Linked DNA regions of Mus musculus: regions 1 and 2 are each linked to region 3. The links are chromatin contacts, called in public HiChIP or PLAC-seq maps. All regions are on one chromosome and are shown on one strand. The core of a region is the stretch at or near the end of the contact, and the rest is flanking DNA. Distances in the headings are between cores, read along the strand shown.

Region 1 (2,700 bases), core at 141-2,640, 150 kb after region 3:
AGAGACAGGCAAAAGGAAGGGTTGCTATATAGAAATAGGAAACAAGATGGGCATAAAGACAAAGCACAAGTGGTGAGAAACAGGGACAGGCTGACAAAGACAGAGACCAGAGTCAGATTCAGAGATGTGCAGTAATACAGAAGGATAAACCAGGGCAGAGGCAAACTATGGGAGAGGATGAGTGACGAGATGGGGACTTGACAATTGGATAACATCCAAAAGAAGCAAAGACAAAAAACGGAGGAACAAAAAGTTGTATGTATGTATGTATACTCTCTCTCTCTCTCTCTCTCTCTCTCTCTCTCTCTCTCTCTCTCTCCATATATATATATGGAGAGAGAGAACATTATATGAGATCTTCATTACAATCAGGAAGACATGTGCAAAGAGAGGTAAATAAGAAAGACTAGAGCCTGGGAAGGTGGCACATGCTGATAATGCTAGCACTTAAGGAACAGGAAGCCAGGGAATTAAAAAAGGATGAGATGAGAGAAACTTGCATAAAATACTGGCCACAGTATTCAGGGAAGCTAGAGACCTGCAAGAATCTAGTAAGATAGTACCTGACAATAGAAGAGAGCCTTTGGATAAAGATCATTGTGTTTACTGTAAAGAGAAAGGATACTGGGTAAAGAAGAAGGAGGAGGAGGAGGAGGAAGAAGAAAGAAGAAAGAAGAAGAAAGAAGAAGAGGAAGAGGAAGAAGAGGAAGAAGAAGGAGAAGGAGGAGGAGGAGGAGGAGAAGATGATGAAGAAGAAGAAGAAGAAGAAGAAGAAGAAGAAGAAGAAGAAGAAGAAGAAGAAGAAGAAGAAGAAGAAGAAAAGAAGAAGGGGACAATGGTGGCCCTCTAAAGCTAGAAAAGAGAATGTGTTTCATATTCCCCCACCGACCAGTTGAAGTCAAGTTAGAGAGTTCCTGGGCACTAAGGTCTTTTATAGATTGTGGATTCCAGGTTTTGCTGAATTAGCAGCACTGCCTTATCCCCTCACAAGGGATAAACAGTCCTTTGCATTGGGAAATAAAGAACAACAAGCATTTGACACCATTGAGACTGCCCTAATGTTGGCTCCAGCTTTGGGCCTCCGAATGACACTAAGCCCTACCACCTGTTCATTACTGAGAACAAAGATATTGACAAAGGGGTTCTTACTCAGAGATTGGGGCCCTGGAAAAGACCTGTGGCATACTTATCTAAGAAATTAGACTCTGTAGCTGTAGGATGGCCTGCTTGCCTACACATGGTGGCAGCTGTGGCTTGCTAGTCAAGGATGCAGATAAATTGACTCTGGGACAAAACTTGGTGATCTCAGTGCCTCACACCTTAGAAAGTATGGTTCAGCCCCCTGATTGATGGCTGACTAATGCTCTCATGACACATTACCAGAATCTGTTGCTCAACTCCAACAGTCACTTTTACCCCCCAGCAAGTCTGAACTCAGCTAACCTGCTCCCAGATCCAGACTGTCAGCAAGTTCTTGCAGAGGCACATGAGAGGCATGAAGATCTGACAGGCCAGCCACTAAAGTGCACTGATGTTACCTGGTTCACAGAAGGAAACAACTGTGGTAAACAGACACCAAGTTACCTAAACACAGGCCCTACCAGAGGACACGTTGGCTCAAAAGGCAAAATTGATGCCCACACTAAGGCCTCAGAATTAAGAAAAGGAAAAAGACTCAACATCTACACAGATAGCAGGTATGCTTTTGCCACTGCTCACGTCCATGGGACCATATATTAACAGAGGAGTCTATTGACATTGAGAGGAAAAGAAATTAAAAACAAAGAGCAAATACTGGCTCTACTAAGGGCCTCCATGACCCTGCCAAGGTAAACATCATCCACTGTCCTAGTCACTGGAAGAGGTATACTGTGATAGCAAGGGAACAACACGACATACTGAGAGTTATGAGTGGTTACAGCCATGGCTCTGCTGGTGCTCCTGGCAACAGAGACCCAGGTTACCTACATAGGGGAAGACTTAGCCCTCATTTCCAAAGATTACATCACCAGTTCAACAAAAAGATGAGACTGTGGCACACCTCCGGGGGGAAAGAAAATCCTGCCACAAAGAAAAGCAGAGGCTATGATCAAACAGATGCACCGGTGGACTCATCTATGGGTAAGGAAGCACCACCAGACTAAGTACCATGTACCAGGGTTAAAACACCTTGTGGAGCAGGAGGTACACAAGTGTGTTCCCTGCCAAAAAGTCAATGTCTGCCCCACCACGGTGGATCTAGGGAAGAGGTACCGGGGAGACCTACCTGGCGTCTACTGGCAGGTAGATTTACGGAGGAAAATATGGGTATAAATACCTTCTGGCTTTTGTGGGTACATTCTCGAGATGGGTAGAAGCTTTTTCCTGTAAAAATGAGACTACTCAGATGGTTGTCAAGAAGATTATTGAAGACATTTTTTTCCCAAGGTTTGGAGTGCCAAAAGCAATAGGATCAGATAATGGCCCTGCCTTTGTTGCCTAGGTAAGTCGGGGCGTGGCCAAGTATTTAGAGGTCGAATGAAAATTACATTGTGTATACAGATCTCAGAGTACAGGACAGGTAGAAAAAATAAATAGAACCCTTAAAGAACCCTTGACAAAATTGACCATGGAGACTGGGGCAGACTGGGTAGCGCTCCTTCCCCTTGCCCTATTTAGAACCAGAAAATACTCCCTCTTGATTCAGTCTTACTCTCACTG
Region 2 (2,700 bases), core at 129-2,628, 130 kb after region 3:
GTATGTACTTACTAATAAGTGGATATTAGAAAAAAAAAGTTGAGAATACCCAAGATACAATCCACAGAACTCAAAAAGGTCAACAAGCTTTAGGGCCCAATTGGGAGGGAGAAGAAAGCAATCACAAGGTGGGAGGGAGAGAGGGACCTGAGAGGGAAAGTTGATGGGGTTGGGGGAAGAAGAGAGGAAACTGATCTGGTATTGGGTGAGGGAAAAGGACTGAAGCCCTGAGGACCAGCAGAAAGAATGGAAACAGGTAATCTCCAGAGGTTGGGGGAAAATAGAGTATAGCAGAGATCTGGGAGGTGAGGGACTCTCAGTACTCAAAGGGGGGACTTTTGATGAAATGCCATATTGTGGGGAGAGGGATCTTATAGAGCCCACCTCCAGCAGAAAGGCAGGGCATCAAGTGAAGGATGGGGTTGCCATCCCACAGTCAAAACTCTGACCCATAATTGTTCCCATCTGAAAGAACTGCAGGGATGGAAATGGTGAGGAACCTGAGGACAAGATCATTGTGACAGGCCCAAAGTGGGATCTAGCTTAAGGGGAGGTCCCAAAGCCTGACACTATTACTGAGGCTATGGAGTACACAGAAAAAGTGACCTATTATGACTGTCTTCCAAAAGACCCAACAAGCACCTGTAAGAGTCAGATGAAGACATTTGAACCCAACCAATGAACAGAAGCTTCTGACCCCTGTGGTTCAATTAGGAAAAAGCTGGAAGAAGCTGAGGAGGAGGGCGACTTTATAGAAGGACTAGCAGTCTCAATTAACCTGGATTCCCGAGATCTCTCAAACACTGGACCACCAACCAGGCAGCATATACCAGCTGATATGAGGCCCCCAACACATTTACAGCAAAGGACTGCTGGGTCTGGGTTCAGTCTGAGAAGATGCACTTAACCCTCAGGAAACCCCAGGACTTTAAATGTCTGGTGGGGTGGGGGTTGATGGGTGGGGACATCCTCGAGGAGACAGGGGAGCGGGGAGGAAGTATGGGACGTGGAACAGTTGGAGAATAGACCGGGAGGGGAATAAAATATGGAGTGTAAATAAATAAGTAAATAAACAAATAAGTAAATAAGCAAATAAATAAATAAAAGTTGTTTGTTTGTTTGTTTTAAATATGGAAAGATCTCTCAATTTATGGATTCAATTCTATTCCCATCAAAATTTCAACACAATTATTTGCAGATCTTGAAGGAACAATTCTCAACTTCATATGTGTCTTAGTCAGGGTTTCTATTCCTACACAAAACATCATGACCAAGAAGCAAGTTGGGAAGAAAAGGGTTTATTCTTTTACTCATGACTCTAAAGCCAGAGCCACTTGGCAGAATTTGCCAAGTTCTGCTGCTTGCTGGAACAAGGCTCCCTTGTTCTATTACATCATCAACTCCTTCACTGCCCAAGCTTGGCTGTTCTGAAATTTACTCTGTAAACTGACCTTGAACTCAAAGATCTGCATGCCTCTGTCTTCTGAATGCTGGGATTAAAGGTGTGATCATCCATGCCTTGATCTAACTTTTTCTCTACTTGGGGATTGCTCAGTATTAGGCTAGCCCTAAACTCAGAGATCTGCTTTTTTCTGTCTATTGTGTTTAAAGGCATGTGTCGCCATGCCCGTCCCTCAGGTTTTTATGGCAGTTATGCCTCAATATTAAGATAAAAAACCCTGGTCTTCCAGCCTTAAGATCTGGATCACACGTGTGCCTTCTATTTCTGAATTGTAGTTCATTTCCAAAGTACAAATGAAACTGATAACCAGGAAATCATAAAACCTATCATGATATAACTATCGCAAACACATACACAGTAAGCTTAACTGGGTGGGATCTTGTCCCTAGGTCTTCACTTCTTTAAGTCCATTTAGTGTTCATGAACACAGGATTTAGCTTCATTGCACTTCCTGGTGCTCCTTTAATACTTGAACATACATTTTGTATTTTTTTTTCTAAGCTTGTTTCACTTGATTAAAATGCTCCTTATAAGAGTAAAGCACAGGACAGAGTTTAAACTTAGATGATTTGAAAATATGAGACTTCCTTTGTCAATACAATTGATCTGAATCTCTTCACATTAACCTTAGGTAGACTCTTCAGAGGAGGGGAAAAGGCAGCCATATTCCTCACCGAAATATCACAAGAACAGTCTCTAGGCCTCATACTAAACTTCTTCTTCTCTGAAACCTCTTGAACCAAGGTCCCCTCAGCACCACTTTTCCATGCTCTTACTAGGGTGGCCCATTAAGCCCCACTTAAAACATTCCACTGCTTTCCAAATCCAAAGTTCCAAAATCCTCATTTCTCTAGTCAAAAACAGTCAGGCCTACTATGGCACTCTCTTAGTCTCTGGTACTAACTTTTGTCTTAGTTAGGGTTTTATTGCTCTGAAGAGAAACCATGACCAAGGTCACTCTTATAAAGGAAAACATTTAATTGAGGATGGTATACAGTTTCAGAGGTTCAGTCTATTATCATCATGGTGGGAAGCATGGCAGTGTACAGGCACACATGGTGCTGGAAGAGTAGAGAGTTCTAAGTCTTGATCTGAAGGTTGTCAGAAGGAGAATGTTCTGCAGGAGGAGGTTCACTTCTACAGTTTGGGGAGCTTGAGCTAGGAGCTCTCAAAGCCTGCCTTACACATGACACACTTTCTCCAACAGAGCCACTCCTATCCTAACAAGGCCATACCTC
Region 3 (2,700 bases), core at 80-2,579:
GAGGGGGGTGGTCGTTTGCTCATCTTGGATTCTGTTCCACTGCCTGTCCCATGTCCCTGCTCATGTCCCACGAAGCTCAGCACCCTCAACCCCACGCCCTCAGGCCATACAACAGTCCTGTGACTCAACCTATTTGAATGTCCTATATCTGACCACTCTCTGCCTTTGTTTCCTCTTCATATTCTGTAATCTATCTTGTACATTTCTTGTTGGATCAAGTTCTCAAAACTTAATACTCCTGAGAACTATCTACAGGTTAGCTTCCTGCTTCACACAGCTGTCGACCATTTGCCCTTAACACACACACTGTAGCTAATCAAATTTACAAAGCTTTCACCCCTAACTCGAAACCATCTATTTGCAGACTTTCATTAAACACAGCAAGTCGTATCAACCTATGTGGTCTGAACTCTGGCAGTCTTCCTTGCTTCTGTCTCTTATCAGCTTCTCTGCTTGCAATTTAAGTCATGCTTTCTTCCCATGAAGGCTACACTGTGGAGTATGTTTTTCTTCTCTATTTGGTAATCTTTACACATTAAGAGAAGTTAATTACCCCTTACCTTAATTCACTCCTACCAGTAACTCCTAAGATTAAGGTAACACAGTGATGACGTGACTTGGAATATGAACTCTTTGATGGATAAACAGGAGCTGCACCACCCAAGTTTAACAACTCAAAAAACACTTCCTGCTACTATTTCTGGTGACTTCAGCGGTTGGTGATCGCAACAAAATAGTTCTTTTCTGTAATACGCACATGTAAACACATCTGATTCATTTGTTTATCATGATTAGAATTTCCTCATCTGTAGTCCTTTGCCCCAAACTTCTGCTAGACATGAAATTTTATCTTTGGAGTTCAAGGTAACGTTGAAATTATTTATTAACGTCGTGGCACTTATCAAGAAACTAAATTTCATGTGTGAAGGAAATCTGAAAAGTGGGAGAATTTTCTGTCCAAACGCCAAGGTCTCCTGCCCACTGGCACACTATTCCACCCGGAGTCTGGTTCGATTTTGGATTCCTAGCTAATTAGGCACTGTCTACTCCTGGCCCCAAACGCTACAACGGGGCTCTGCGCAGCCTCCCCACCAGCGGCGCCGCCGAGTGGGCGTGGGGAAAAGCCGGAAGAGCGACCCGCGAAGCGGTGCCGCCCGCCGCAATCTCCCGTAACCACGACAACAGGGTCCAGAAGGGGCGGAGCACGCGCCCACGAACCTGCTCGGCACACGTGACGCCAGCGATGCCACCTCCTACCACCACGAATGTCCCTGCCGGTCGCGGGGCCTCCATAGTTCCCCGGGGGCTGGCGGCAGACTGAACACTGGTGAAAGTTCCAGCTATTTTCTACCCGGAAGAGACGCTGCCCACAAATCACTTCCGGCGCTCGGGCCATTGACATTGGACTACGGGTGCCCGGAAGCTCACACTTAGTCCGTATGAGTATTTCCCACGTGTTTTGCGTTTGAAAATCTGGAGGCAGACTTTCCGGCTGTTACCACGCCCACATCTTGAACTCTGGTTGCCCCTGCCTTAGGGGACTTTCATGCGAGCCTCTTCTTATTCTGTAGGGGAAGAACTCGAATCCTCTGGAATAGTCTCGATTGCTGCCCTTCACATAGCAATGGGATATTGTGAAAACTCATTCTTTTTGTTTTTGTTTTTGTTTTTTGCGAGACAGGGTTTCTCTGTATAGCCCTGGCTGTCCTGGAACTCACTTTGTAGACCAGGCTGGCCTCGAACTCAGAAATCCGCCTGCCTCTGCCTCCCGAGTCCTGGGATTAAAGGCGTGCGCCACCATGCCCGGCCTTTGAAAACTCATTCTTTATGACATCTTTATGACAATCAAATACTGTTGAATAGTTGAAGAAGTTAGCCTCTAACTTCCAATTCTGAGCTCAGTAAAAATGTACAGGTGCAAAAACATAGCATTTCTTAACAGTTATAGTTTCCTAGTGTTCATTTGCCTGAGGAATGGCGTTCAGAAATGGCTGAGTTGTTTTCACCTCTTTCCTCTGCAGTATCCTCTCTTACCTTGCTGTTAATCTTTGTGCCCTTGTGGATTGTCTCGCTTGGCGGTTTGATTTTAATATTAAGGCCTTTTTTAATCGTCTCTGTCTAACACTGGTATTTATTGATGCCTCTTTAATTCTTTAAACTCTGAGGATGGCCAATCTGGGTAACAGGGACTCTATATCTCATTATAGATATACACTGCTTCATCGTTTTACAGGAGACCATTTGCTCCTCAGCTTTGAATGACACCGCTGCTTTCTTTCTTTTCTTAGCACACACAACGTCAGCTTTTTGCAACTCCTTTCCCTCAATAAGCTGCCGCTCCTCATCAATAACTTTAATAACTGTAAAATGGAGAAAGGAGTTGCCTCTATGTAGCCCAAAAACATCTTATGAGTTTAAACCTACCCTGCTTTACTTCATCCCAACTACACCAAAGTCGTAAGCTCCTTGACACGACCCCAGCTACTATTTCTGGTGACTTCAGTGGTTGGTGATCTCAGTAAAATAGTTCTATTTGTAATACCCACATGTAAACACACCTGATTCATTTGTTTATCATAGTTAGAACTTCTGTTGGACATGTTACTCATCAACATAAATAGAAATATTAACTAATATTCAAACTGTATCCATTCACCATTTGCTGTTTTACTTTAGAACATAAAAAAAAAACAATAACAA

What was found. HiChIP or PLAC-seq counts read pairs in DNA pulled down with a chosen protein or histone mark.
Region 1: an H3K27ac HiChIP or PLAC-seq map of the NIH/3T3 cell line shows a contact between it and region 3, with 6 times the contacts expected there. The contact joins the enhancer-like site here to the promoter of Pyroxd1 in region 3. A contact is called at or near these places in 1 of 39 promoter capture datasets (the 3T3-L1 cell line), 1 of 15 datasets of contacts at CTCF or cohesin (the G1E-ER4 cell line), 15 of 484 Hi-C or Micro-C datasets (the AML12 cell line, the G1E-ER4 cell line, the NIH/3T3 cell line and 9 more), 2 of 115 datasets of contacts at active chromatin or transcription factors (the NIH/3T3 cell line and kidney) and 1 of 9 other capture datasets (pancreatic islet).
Region 2: a contact with region 3 is called in an H3K27ac HiChIP or PLAC-seq map of neural progenitor cells, with 13 times the contacts expected there. The contact joins the enhancer-like site here to the promoter of Pyroxd1 in region 3. A contact is called at or near these places in 2 of 115 datasets of contacts at active chromatin or transcription factors (neural progenitor cells and pancreatic cancer cells) and 1 of 9 other capture datasets (pancreatic islet).

Annotation. Positions count from the first base shown.
Region 1 is chr6:142,190,896-142,193,595 of GRCm38.p6, reverse strand. No RefSeq gene overlaps it. Among named protein-coding and RNA genes, the nearest start is that of Slco1a6, 31 kb to the right of the region's middle. Within about 2 kb of position 1,390, at least 21 of the 459 cell types and tissues checked have an H3K27ac peak or open chromatin away from gene starts, as enhancers often do. A contact at or near this core is called in the AML12 cell line, the NIH/3T3 cell line and pancreatic islet, where this site is marked.
Region 2 is chr6:142,210,664-142,213,363 of GRCm38.p6, reverse strand. No RefSeq gene overlaps it. Among named protein-coding and RNA genes, the nearest start is that of Slco1a6, 51 kb to the right of the region's middle. Within about 2 kb of position 1,378, at least 15 of the 459 cell types and tissues checked have an H3K27ac peak or open chromatin away from gene starts, as enhancers often do. A contact at or near this core is called in neural progenitor cells, where this site is marked.
Region 3 is chr6:142,344,326-142,347,025 of GRCm38.p6, reverse strand. Pyroxd1 (pyridine nucleotide-disulphide oxidoreductase domain 1) reads right to left here and starts at 1,329. Exons shown (of 12, transcript NM_183165.3): 1 at 1,219-1,329. The coding sequence starts at 1,293.